Regions from separate parts of the Mus musculus genome. Here region 2 is linked to region 1. Evidence: chromatin contacts called from public Hi-C data. All regions are on one chromosome and are shown on one strand. Each heading gives the region's core, a stretch centred on a gene start, on an enhancer-like site or on the middle of the called end of the contact. The rest is flanking DNA. Distances are from core to core; before and after follow the strand shown. Region 1 holds the start of Usp20 (ubiquitin specific peptidase 20). Region 2 holds the start of Cdk9 (cyclin-dependent kinase 9 (CDC2-related kinase)).

Evidence for each region. A called contact is a pair of places that touch in the nucleus more often than the background predicts.
Region 2: a contact with region 1 is called in a Hi-C map of B cells, with 6 read pairs. The contact joins the promoter of Cdk9 here to the promoter of Usp20 in region 1. A contact is called at or near these places in 1 of 39 promoter capture datasets (pre-B cells) and 2 of 484 Hi-C or Micro-C datasets (B cells and cardiomyocytes).

The regions. Positions count from the first base shown.
Region 1 is chr2:30,980,778-30,985,274 of GRCm38.p6, forward strand. Usp20 (ubiquitin specific peptidase 20) reads left to right here and starts at 1,502. Exons shown (of 25, transcript NM_028846.5): 1 at 1,502-1,621. It overlaps BC005624 (cDNA sequence BC005624), which reads right to left and starts at 1,164. Exons shown (of 9, transcript NM_144885.2): 1 at 1,001-1,164; 2 at 706-765. The coding sequence starts at 1,083.
Region 2 is chr2:32,710,865-32,715,446 of GRCm38.p6, forward strand. It overlaps Cdk9 (cyclin-dependent kinase 9 (CDC2-related kinase)), which reads right to left and starts at 1,920. Exons shown (of 7, transcript NM_130860.3): 1 at 1,701-1,920; 2 at 1,167-1,248. The coding sequence starts at 1,792. It overlaps Mir2861 (microRNA 2861), which reads right to left and starts at 2,024; the gene lies at 1,943-2,024. Mir3960 (microRNA 3960) reads right to left here and starts at 2,108; the gene lies at 2,036-2,108. It overlaps Gm33457 (a long non-coding RNA gene), which reads left to right and starts at 2,446. Exons shown (of 2, transcript XR_001783272.2): 1 at 2,446-3,885.

The DNA.
Region 1 (4,497 bases), core at 252-2,751:
CTAGGATGGGCCTTGTTGATGCTGAGACCAGTTTCACTCTGCAGGCCCGGCTGGCACCAAACTCATGGTAATCCCACTGTTTCAGTTTCTCAAGTCTGGGAGTCTAGGTGTGAGGCAGCACACAATCCCAGTCAATCTGGTAGCAAGTTATAGTGCACACCCCTGGCAATGCACACGACGCAGCCTTCTAAAAAGGTTTTCTGGAAAACACACACCATGGTCAGAGGCTCACAGTAATATGATGATTTAACTCTTTAAAAGCATGGGATAAACTAAAAAAGAAATAGGTGGGAAATAAATGGAAATATTATTATAAATGCTGTCTCTCTACCTCAAGTTTTTTTCTTTTTCTTTATTCTTCTTATGAAGCCTAGGTTGCCCTCAAACTCCCTGTGATAGGATTGCACCAAACCAGGCTATTGTTTATTTATTATACTTTTTAACCTAAGTTTCCCAAATTCTTATCTCTTAACACGTTGTCAATCACAATTCATCAGTCCAGCTAAAATTTACAGTTAGTGACTTGGAGCAGACCCATAGACCATCAGGTTCAGGGCATGTGACAAACATTTATAAAGAACCTTAGTTCCCTCTATGATCAGTAGAACTGTATGTCAAAGGAGGGATTTGTGACTGCGACCCTAGCTGGAAATTTTTGTTTTAGCTGGAAATCAATGACGCCGCGACCACCCCCGTGGTACCCACCTCACCCCATTTGGCCTCTTCCGCAAGTTCTGCACCTCTCGGGTTTCTTCCAGTTTTAGCCTGGGGGAAAAAAAGGAATAAAAAGTGACGCACAGGTTGAGACCTGCGGAACTCAAAAGCCAAACTCCGTTCTAAGGACATGTCCCTTTGCCGAGTCCCTGATCCAGTGGTCATCGGCAGTCAGACCCATGCGACCCCGGGGCACCTCTCCCAGCCGCGATGTGGCCTTATCCCTAGGAGCCTCTGCGTGGCGCTGGCCGGTATCCAGTCCCAAGCCTGTCTCAGCAACACGTACCGAACCTCCTCTGATTCTTGTTCATCCTCCTCCGACTCCGAGTCAGCCCGGCGCCGGCGGAATGTTTTCCCAGTAATCCGCATAGCGGAACCAGACCCTTGGCGCTGCGTTACCAGACGCGTAGTCCAGGGAACCTCTCTCTTCCGGCGCGCAGAAGTGTCGTCAGAGCGTCGGCTGCACTCAGACCCGCCTCCGCCTTGCCAGGCCACACCCCAAGCCCGTAGGGCCCCGCCTCAGCAGGGCAGGCAACCACTCCGAACTCCGAAAAGCAAGGGCAGGTATTGCCGCGTGGCCACACCCTCGACCACGCCCATCGAGTAACCATGCTCACCGCTCAACAGGACGGCCTTCGAACCACACGGTGAAACCCCAGCAGCACGGCCACTCCCCCGACTCCCGGCATGCTTGGGCACTCACCACTCGCACGGCCACGCCTCCGGCGTGCCCGGTACCGCCCTCTAGTAGGCTGTGACCTGTGACACCGCCCCCGCTCCTGGCATAGGCTCTCCCGATTGGACGTCTGACGGTGAGGAGGCGGGGCGTGGCAGGCAGAGCCACAAGACTCTAGGCAGCGCCGCGGTGGGCTAGCTTGACTGACAGGCGGCGCGGTTGCGACGGCAGGTGAGTTTCTGACGGCTGCTGCCTGCTGCCGGGGGCTGGGCCGCTAGAGCGGGGATCATCGTCCAGCCGCTGGGAGCAGGGGAGGCCTGGCTTTGCGGGGCGGCCAGGACCTGGTAAGAGGTCCCCGCCGCCTATCATCCCATCACCGACTCCCGTGCCCGCCCCGAACCCCCACGGCTCTGGCTTTTGAGCAGGCCGCACGTCGCTTGGAAGGCCAGCAGGAGGCCACTCGGGCTCCAGGGCTCGGACGTGCACATTTATTCCTCACTCACAAAAGCTGATCACCTTGCCGGGGGTGAATATCAGTCCCGGTGCTGACTGTCCATACCAGGTTGGCCTGCAGCCATTCGTCCCTAGGAGAGGTACCACTGACGTTCAGAGGCCAGGGACTGCTCTTTGAGAGCTTGGGAGGACTCGTTTGGCCTGGAGGACTGTCGCTCTGCCATAAGCACCTTACACCCCCGAGATGTTGCGACGGTAGTTAGTTTTTAAAGGTGTCTATAAACACTTATAAGATGGATAAGTGCATGCGTAATAGCTCACATGGGACTTTTAGGGACTCCTTAATTACTAGTTTCCTCTGGAGCACAGCGCTTCTTACTCGACACTTAACTGTGGCAGGCACTGGGGTAAGCAGTCTCTTCTAGAAGCCTTCCATCAAATCCCACGAAGTAGATGCAGTTGGGTCTCTCTTTCAAAAAACGAGGCTACCGAGGCGTAAGAGAAGTAACCCGTACTTCAAGTTCTGCAGCTGGGAGGTGAGGCTGGGTTGGGGACAGAGCTTTCACAGCTGCAGGGTGTGCTTCAGGGACAGCGGGCCTCTGTGGGTCTTCCCTGCTGCTGCTGCAGCTGGTGTGCCAGCTTATGGGCTGGGGGAGGGGCTGATGGACACTTTTTCCAGAAGACTATTCTGAAGCAGGGAGGGCATGTCTGCCATGCCTTGGCTTTTTTCCAGAACATTTTTTTTTCTGAAGTTGTCATATTCCCCTTAGACTGGGACAAAGAGAAAACTCGGGATGTCTTGAAACAGCCTTTTAGCTTTGATCAAAGAGGCATTAAGTATCAAAAGTCTTGACCCCACTGGAGATTAGATCAACCATCTTCAGATGTCGATGGCAGTCATTGGACACCATGTCTCTGTTGGCTGAAAAAGAGGCACCTTGGGAACTGCTGCATGAATCCAGGGACTTGGGTGTACAATTCTCACAGGCTCAGAGGTGGCTCTTAATTTCCCTGCCTAACCATGCCTTACCCCTTAACCTCTAGGGTACTGGGCCTCTCTGGTGCCTCCAAGGAAAGTCACAAGGTCAAGAGCATTTTGAGACATTCCTCATTTGAAGATACAGAGAGGGACATCTGATACAAACAAGTTGTCCCTTGTTTGTATCTGCATTCCCATCCTTGAAGCCAGAATGCCAGGTGATACCAACTCCCTGGGCTCTGGCAGACGGAGTTGATTCTCGTTTGACACAAGTGCCGCTTGGAGTGTGGCAGCTGGAAATTTGACCTAGGTGCTGGATACAGAGACTGCAGTCGCTCTGAGTAGTGTTTTTGGAAGTAAAAGTGCTCTGGAAAGGAGCCTCCAGGAAAGTGAGGGGTCTCAGATATTAGTCTGGCATGACAGGTGGGATGGGTGCTGACTTTCTGCGGAGCTGGATGGATGCTTAAGGAGCAGTCACATCTGGGATGGCCTCGTCATGGTAAGCATTCCAAAGTGCTTATTTGAGTTGGGTAACGATGGCACGTGCAGAGGCAGGCAGATCTCTGTGAGTCCCAGGACAGCTAAGGCTACCCAGAGAGACCCTGTCTCCAGAAACCAAATAAAAATAAATAAATAAGAAAAAAGGAGAAGCCTGGCAGTGGTGCGCACACCTTTAATTCCAGCACTTGGGAGGCAGAGACAGTCGGGATTTCTGAGTTTGGGGTCAGCCTGGTCTACAGTGAGCTCCAGGACAGCCAGGGCTACACAGAGAAACCCTGTCTCCAAAATCCAAAAAGAAGAAGGAGGAGGAGGAGGAGGAAGAGGAGGAGAAGGAGAAAAAGAAGAAGAGGAGGAGGAGAAGGAAGAAGAAGAAGAAGAAGAAGAAGAAGAAGAAGAAGAAGAAGAAGAAGAAGAAGAAGAAGAAGAAGAAGAAGAAGAAATAGTAGTAGTAGTAGTAGTTCAGGGACCTGGGCCACAGTCTACGAGGGGACTCTTCAGAGTCAATGGAAAGGAAAGTACATTATAGGTTTGGGACTCTTTCCAGGCTAGCACGATTTTTTTTTCCTTAAAAAACAAAAACAAAGCCTTGCTGGAGCTAGGAGGTGAAGATAGGCCCTGTGTCCACTGGCTGGCCCATTTGGGATTTTGGAGCCACAGTTCTTTTAGATCACTGACTGCAGAGCAGGTCTCCTGGGTTTTGTCGTGGCTCTGGGGTCCTGGCTCCGTGACTCGGCACCTTTCCCCACCATTGGTGATGGATGGGTTGCATCCTGGCCTTCCAGGGCAGTATTGGGAGTCCTTCGAGGTCATTCTTGGGAGAGCTCGAGACTTGGAGCTGTTAGCAGAGCTACTAAGGTAGGGTACCTGGTAGGCAGAAAGACCTAGAGGTGTGAGAAGGGGGTAGAGATGCCACACAGCTTAAGAGTCAATGGGAAGCCGGGCATGGTGGCGCATGCCTTTAGTCCCAGCACTTGGGAGGCAGAGACAGGCAGATTTCTGAGTTTGAGGCCAGCCTGGTCTACAGAGTGAGTTCCAGGACAGCCAGGGCTACACAGAGAAACCCTGTCTCGAAAAACAAAACAAAACAAACAAAACAAAACAAACAAAAATAAAGAGTCAATGGGAAGTAATGGGACAGGGAGGTGGACGGTGTCTGGAATTTGGGGGAAGAGTG
Region 2 (4,582 bases), core at 670-3,169, 1.7 Mb after region 1:
AAGTGCAAACACACACATATCTCAAGGAGCTGCTAAATGTTGCCATCTAGATAATGGTGGCCTTGAACTTGTTTATGAACCATCTTTTTTCCCCAGTCTCATAAGTGCTGGGATTATAATCACAACCCTTTACTCCAGACTGGGAATTTATTTTAGACAACCCAAATAAGGATAAACATTTTGTCACTAACACTTGTGAGTTAAGATCAAGAAATTTGTGGGGCAGTGGTGGCGCACGCCTTTAATCCCAGCACTTGGGAGGCAGAGGCAGGTGGATTTCTGAGTTCAAGGCCAGCCTAGTCTACAAAGTGAGTTCCAGGTCAGCCAGGGCTACACAGAGAAACCCTGTCTCAAAAAAACCAAAAAGATCAAGAAATTTCCTGGGAATGGAGATAGTTGAATGGTTAAGGAAACTGGCTATGGTCACGTGTGGCAGTCCAGCCCTTTATTTCCAGCAGTCAGGAAACACAGGCAGTTGATCCTCTGTGAGTCTGAGAACAGCCTGGACCAAACAGTGAGTTCCAGGACAGTTGGGGCTACAGAGAGATTTTGTGTCAAACAAAACATAGAGTCCCTGTTTCAGGGAAACACACACACCACAGCACTGGCTATCCTCCCCCAGGACCCAGGTTCAATTCCCAGCACCCACACAGTGGATCTTTTGTCCCAAATGATCCAAGGCAACCTGGCACACCTTTCTGGCTTCCTCAGGTACCCAGGTACTGGAGAATAGTGCTGTACACAGACATGCCAGAAAACAGAAGACCCTATAGACGCAAAGTAAGACAAACAGCATTTTCCTTACAAAGGCAATGCTGCTGAGGCTGATGGAAACAACACCTTTCAGAACATCACCTTAAGCTCAGCGGCCTTTTAAACGGCTTGTGCACAAATGGTCTCTTCATACAAAACAAAATTCAACGCCAAGCTAAGCTGAAAGTTTTCTAGAGTCAACCTGCACTCCATGGGAAAAGCACAGGCTCCCTCCCGTGGCTCCCACAGAACTCTGCCACTAAAGCTCAACAGTGTAAATGGAAAGCCAAATTCCTTGTTCCATGGAAAACCGAAAAACACTAGGTCGAATCTCAGCACAAAACCCTTTGAAGTAGCGGTGTGGAAACCCAGCCAGGTTAGAAGAAGGTCGGCCCAGTGGTCCATATACTCACCCCCTCCTTCTCATTCTCCATCAACACTTTCTTCAGAGCCACCTTCTGGCCCGTCTGACGGTGCTTGGCTTTAAAGACTTCCCTGCAGGCACAGAGAAAGACCCAAGGGACCCATAAGGCATTTCCGCAGGGAGTGCCCCTCCCCCGCGCGAAGGGGAGCAGCAGGAGCCCAGACCCACGGCGGGCGGGGTGCGGCCTCGGATCCGGGACGCGGTCATTCCACACCGCGTGTCTTCCGTCCTCCTCCCGGCCTCTGCTTACTCCTACTCAGCCCCTACTCCTCCCCTAGAGGTGGCCGCTCACATTCGGAGTGGCTCTCAGCAACCCTACCCAACCCCCATCACGGGCCCCAGGCTCCTCCCCGCCAGTCGGCTCGGTTGGGCCGGGAACGTCTGCGCCGCGGCCGAGCAAGACCGGGCAACAGCCACGAAAACAGAAGCTTCCGGACCACCTCGGCCCGGGCTCTGGGCGACCCGACGTCGGCCCTGGAAAGTGCAGGTCCCGGGCTCGCGGTCCCACGCGGCCTAATCTTACCCGAATGTGCCTTGGCCGATCTTGGCAAGTTTCTCGTACTTGGTGACCTCATCGCAGAACGGGCATTCCACCGAGTCGTACTGCTTGGCCATGGCCACCTCCAGCGCGCCTCCGCCGCCGCCGCCGCCGCCGCCCCCAGCCGCAGCTCCCGCCGCTCCCGGTCCCGCCACACTCCAGGCCCCTCCGCGGCCGCGCCACTTCCGCCTCCACGGCCACTTCCGGCCTCGAGGTGCCGAGCCCGCCTCTTCCGGTCTCCGCCCGCCGCCAGGCCCCCTGGGACTTGTAGTTCCCGGGAGGCCAGGGGGAGCCGGAGCTGCAGAGGAGCCTCCGCCGCCGCCACTGCCCCCGCCTCCGCCGCCGCCGCCAGCGCTGTTGGCGGCCCCGATCGGGGGCGCAGGAAGCCGTGGCGCTGGGGCTGGGGCTCGCGGCGGTGCGTCCCGCTGCATTGGCCCGGGCCGTGCTGCTGCCGAAGCTGCTGCCGCTCTGGCTCCCGATCCGGGGCCAGCCGCAGTGCCCTGCTCCTCCTCCTCCGACGGCGCCGCCTCCGCCGGGCTGCGCGGGGCGGCGGGTGGTGGTGGGGGGAAGGCCTGGGGGCGGAGGCTCCCTGGCCAAGCCCGGCCCGGGGCGGCAGGGCAAGGGGGCGAGATAGGCAGAGCAGACGAGGAGGCGGCCCGAAAGCCCGGGAGGGGGCGCGTTATAAAGGGGGAGGTGCCCGTCCTGGCCTCCCCTCCCCCTCCGCCCACCCCCTCCCTCCTCCTCCCACCCTTCGCAGCCGCACCTGCCGCCGCCGCCTCCCGCCCTCCCGCTCCCAGTCCAGCGTCCGCCCTCGGCGCGTCACTGCTCGCAGCCCCTCCTCTGCCTTTGGAGGTGGGGCTCCGCACTAGACACCTGCCTGCGGCTCCCTCCTGCGTGCCTCAGTTTATCCCCCGAATGCCAGCTGCTACAGAATGGCCCTTCTTCCAGGACCGGGAGTGTGCTCCCGGTGAGGCGAAGGCAGGAGGTGCCGTGGGAGCGGCCTTGAGGCCAGGGGAAGAGAGAACTGCCCCCGCTGCCGCCTCCGTCGTCTCAGCCACCCGCCGTTGACATGGCAACTGACGGCCGCCAGGGGGCGCGGCGACACTGTGGGCGGTGAGCGATCAACGCTCAGGCCTAAACCCTTGGATCTTGTGTTGTCAGGATGGATCTACTACAACCTTCCTTCACAGAGCCGCGCCAAAGCTGGTCTGTCCAGAGTCAATCATCCCCAAAACTGTTAACATTGAGCCGGCACTCCTGATGCTTTTGAAATGGGCGTGAGCCGGGCCTTGATGGCGCACGCCTTTAATCCCAGCACTTGGCAGAGGCAGATGGATTTCTGAGTTCCAGGCCAGCCTGGTCTACAGAGCCAGTTCCAGGACAGCCAGGAAAAACAACAATAACACAGAGAGACAGAGAGGAGAGTCTGAAGTCTGTTCTGTCTTCCTCTACTGTCTTGAAATTCTGAGCTGATCATGGCCGATTTTTCCAGCGTTTACCTCCTGGTCTGTGGTCCTACAAGCTCCCTTCTGTTTCAGTTTCCCAATCCCTCCTGTCTTCAGAGTTGCCACCCCACTCTCCAGGGTCAGCTGCAGGCTTCCCGTTTGCTTCCCCCTCTTGTTTGATGGAGACAAGTCGTGGCTGGTCTGGTGCTCACACAGTAGTCTAGGCTGACCTTTGAACTCCAGGCATCCCTCCCAACTCACCGTATCACTGTGTCCAGCAGTGCTTTCCAGGTTTATCCCACATTGTCTGGGCTTGAAGATTCTTGGAAGGAGGACTGGTTTCGGGGACCCTGGAGCCCCAGAGTACCTACTATGAGAAGGGTCCTGGCAGCAAGATTTTTCAAGACCCTCCATAGAGCCAGGGCTTTAAAGGAGATCAAGCCATATGACCCAGAGCCTACCTTCCTGGATACACTGCTTACCTGAAACAAGAAGTGGTGGTGGGGGGATGCCACCAGGGGTAAGGAGAGAGTACGTGCATTAATTATGATGACAGGATGTGGCTAAGTCCTCCCTTTAGCCCTGCACAGGAGTTATTTCTATTATCAGTTATTCACGGAGCACTGCTCTTCCCTCCACTGTACATAACGACCCTGACACTCAGAGGTGAGATGACTGGGCCATGGTCACACTGCCAGTCAGTGGCCACACTAGCTTTGAACCAGGTAAGTTTGGCATAAACTCCCAACAGTCCTCCTATGTCAAGGCCCCTCCCAATCTGGGCTCAGCATGAAAGCGTGACAAAACTTGGGAGTGATCTCACCTGGCACTCACTGCCCCCGGGGGTGTGTGTGAGGAGTAGTGGGGGGGGGGTGAGGAGGTGTGGCAGGTAACAGTAGCACTGAGGGCCGAGGACTTTGCAGGGCTTATGTGGAGTTTTAAGCCGTAGCTGGTGCCTGTTTCTCATGAGCCCTCCCTAAGTCACATCCTGTGGGCAGAGAGGCTTTAGCAGGGTTTCCTGTGATGTTGTCACCTCTGGCCCCAACCAGAGCCCTGACATCTTCCAGTCACTTCCTCAGAGTCATGGGCCCTCAGCTCTCCACAGGGAAGCAGTGGTGGTCTGGAGGCTTTGTAAGGCTGCCCAGTTCTGAAGTCCGGGTTCTCCACCACTGGTAAATCCAGGAGGGGACTAGAGAGGGGGACTAGCCTTTCGAATCCACTTTGGCTACCGCTTTGTTGGCTGCAAATAATGCCTGCTTCCTGTGGATTGCCCAAACCACCAAGGCCCAGCATGTGACTCAGCCTCTGTCAACACCTGCTGACTGGCTGGCTGATGACACACCCTCAAGAGGGTCTGGTGTATGGCCATTTAACAGCTACGGAAGCCAAGCCTGGTGGCAGACAACTGGAATCCCAGCTACT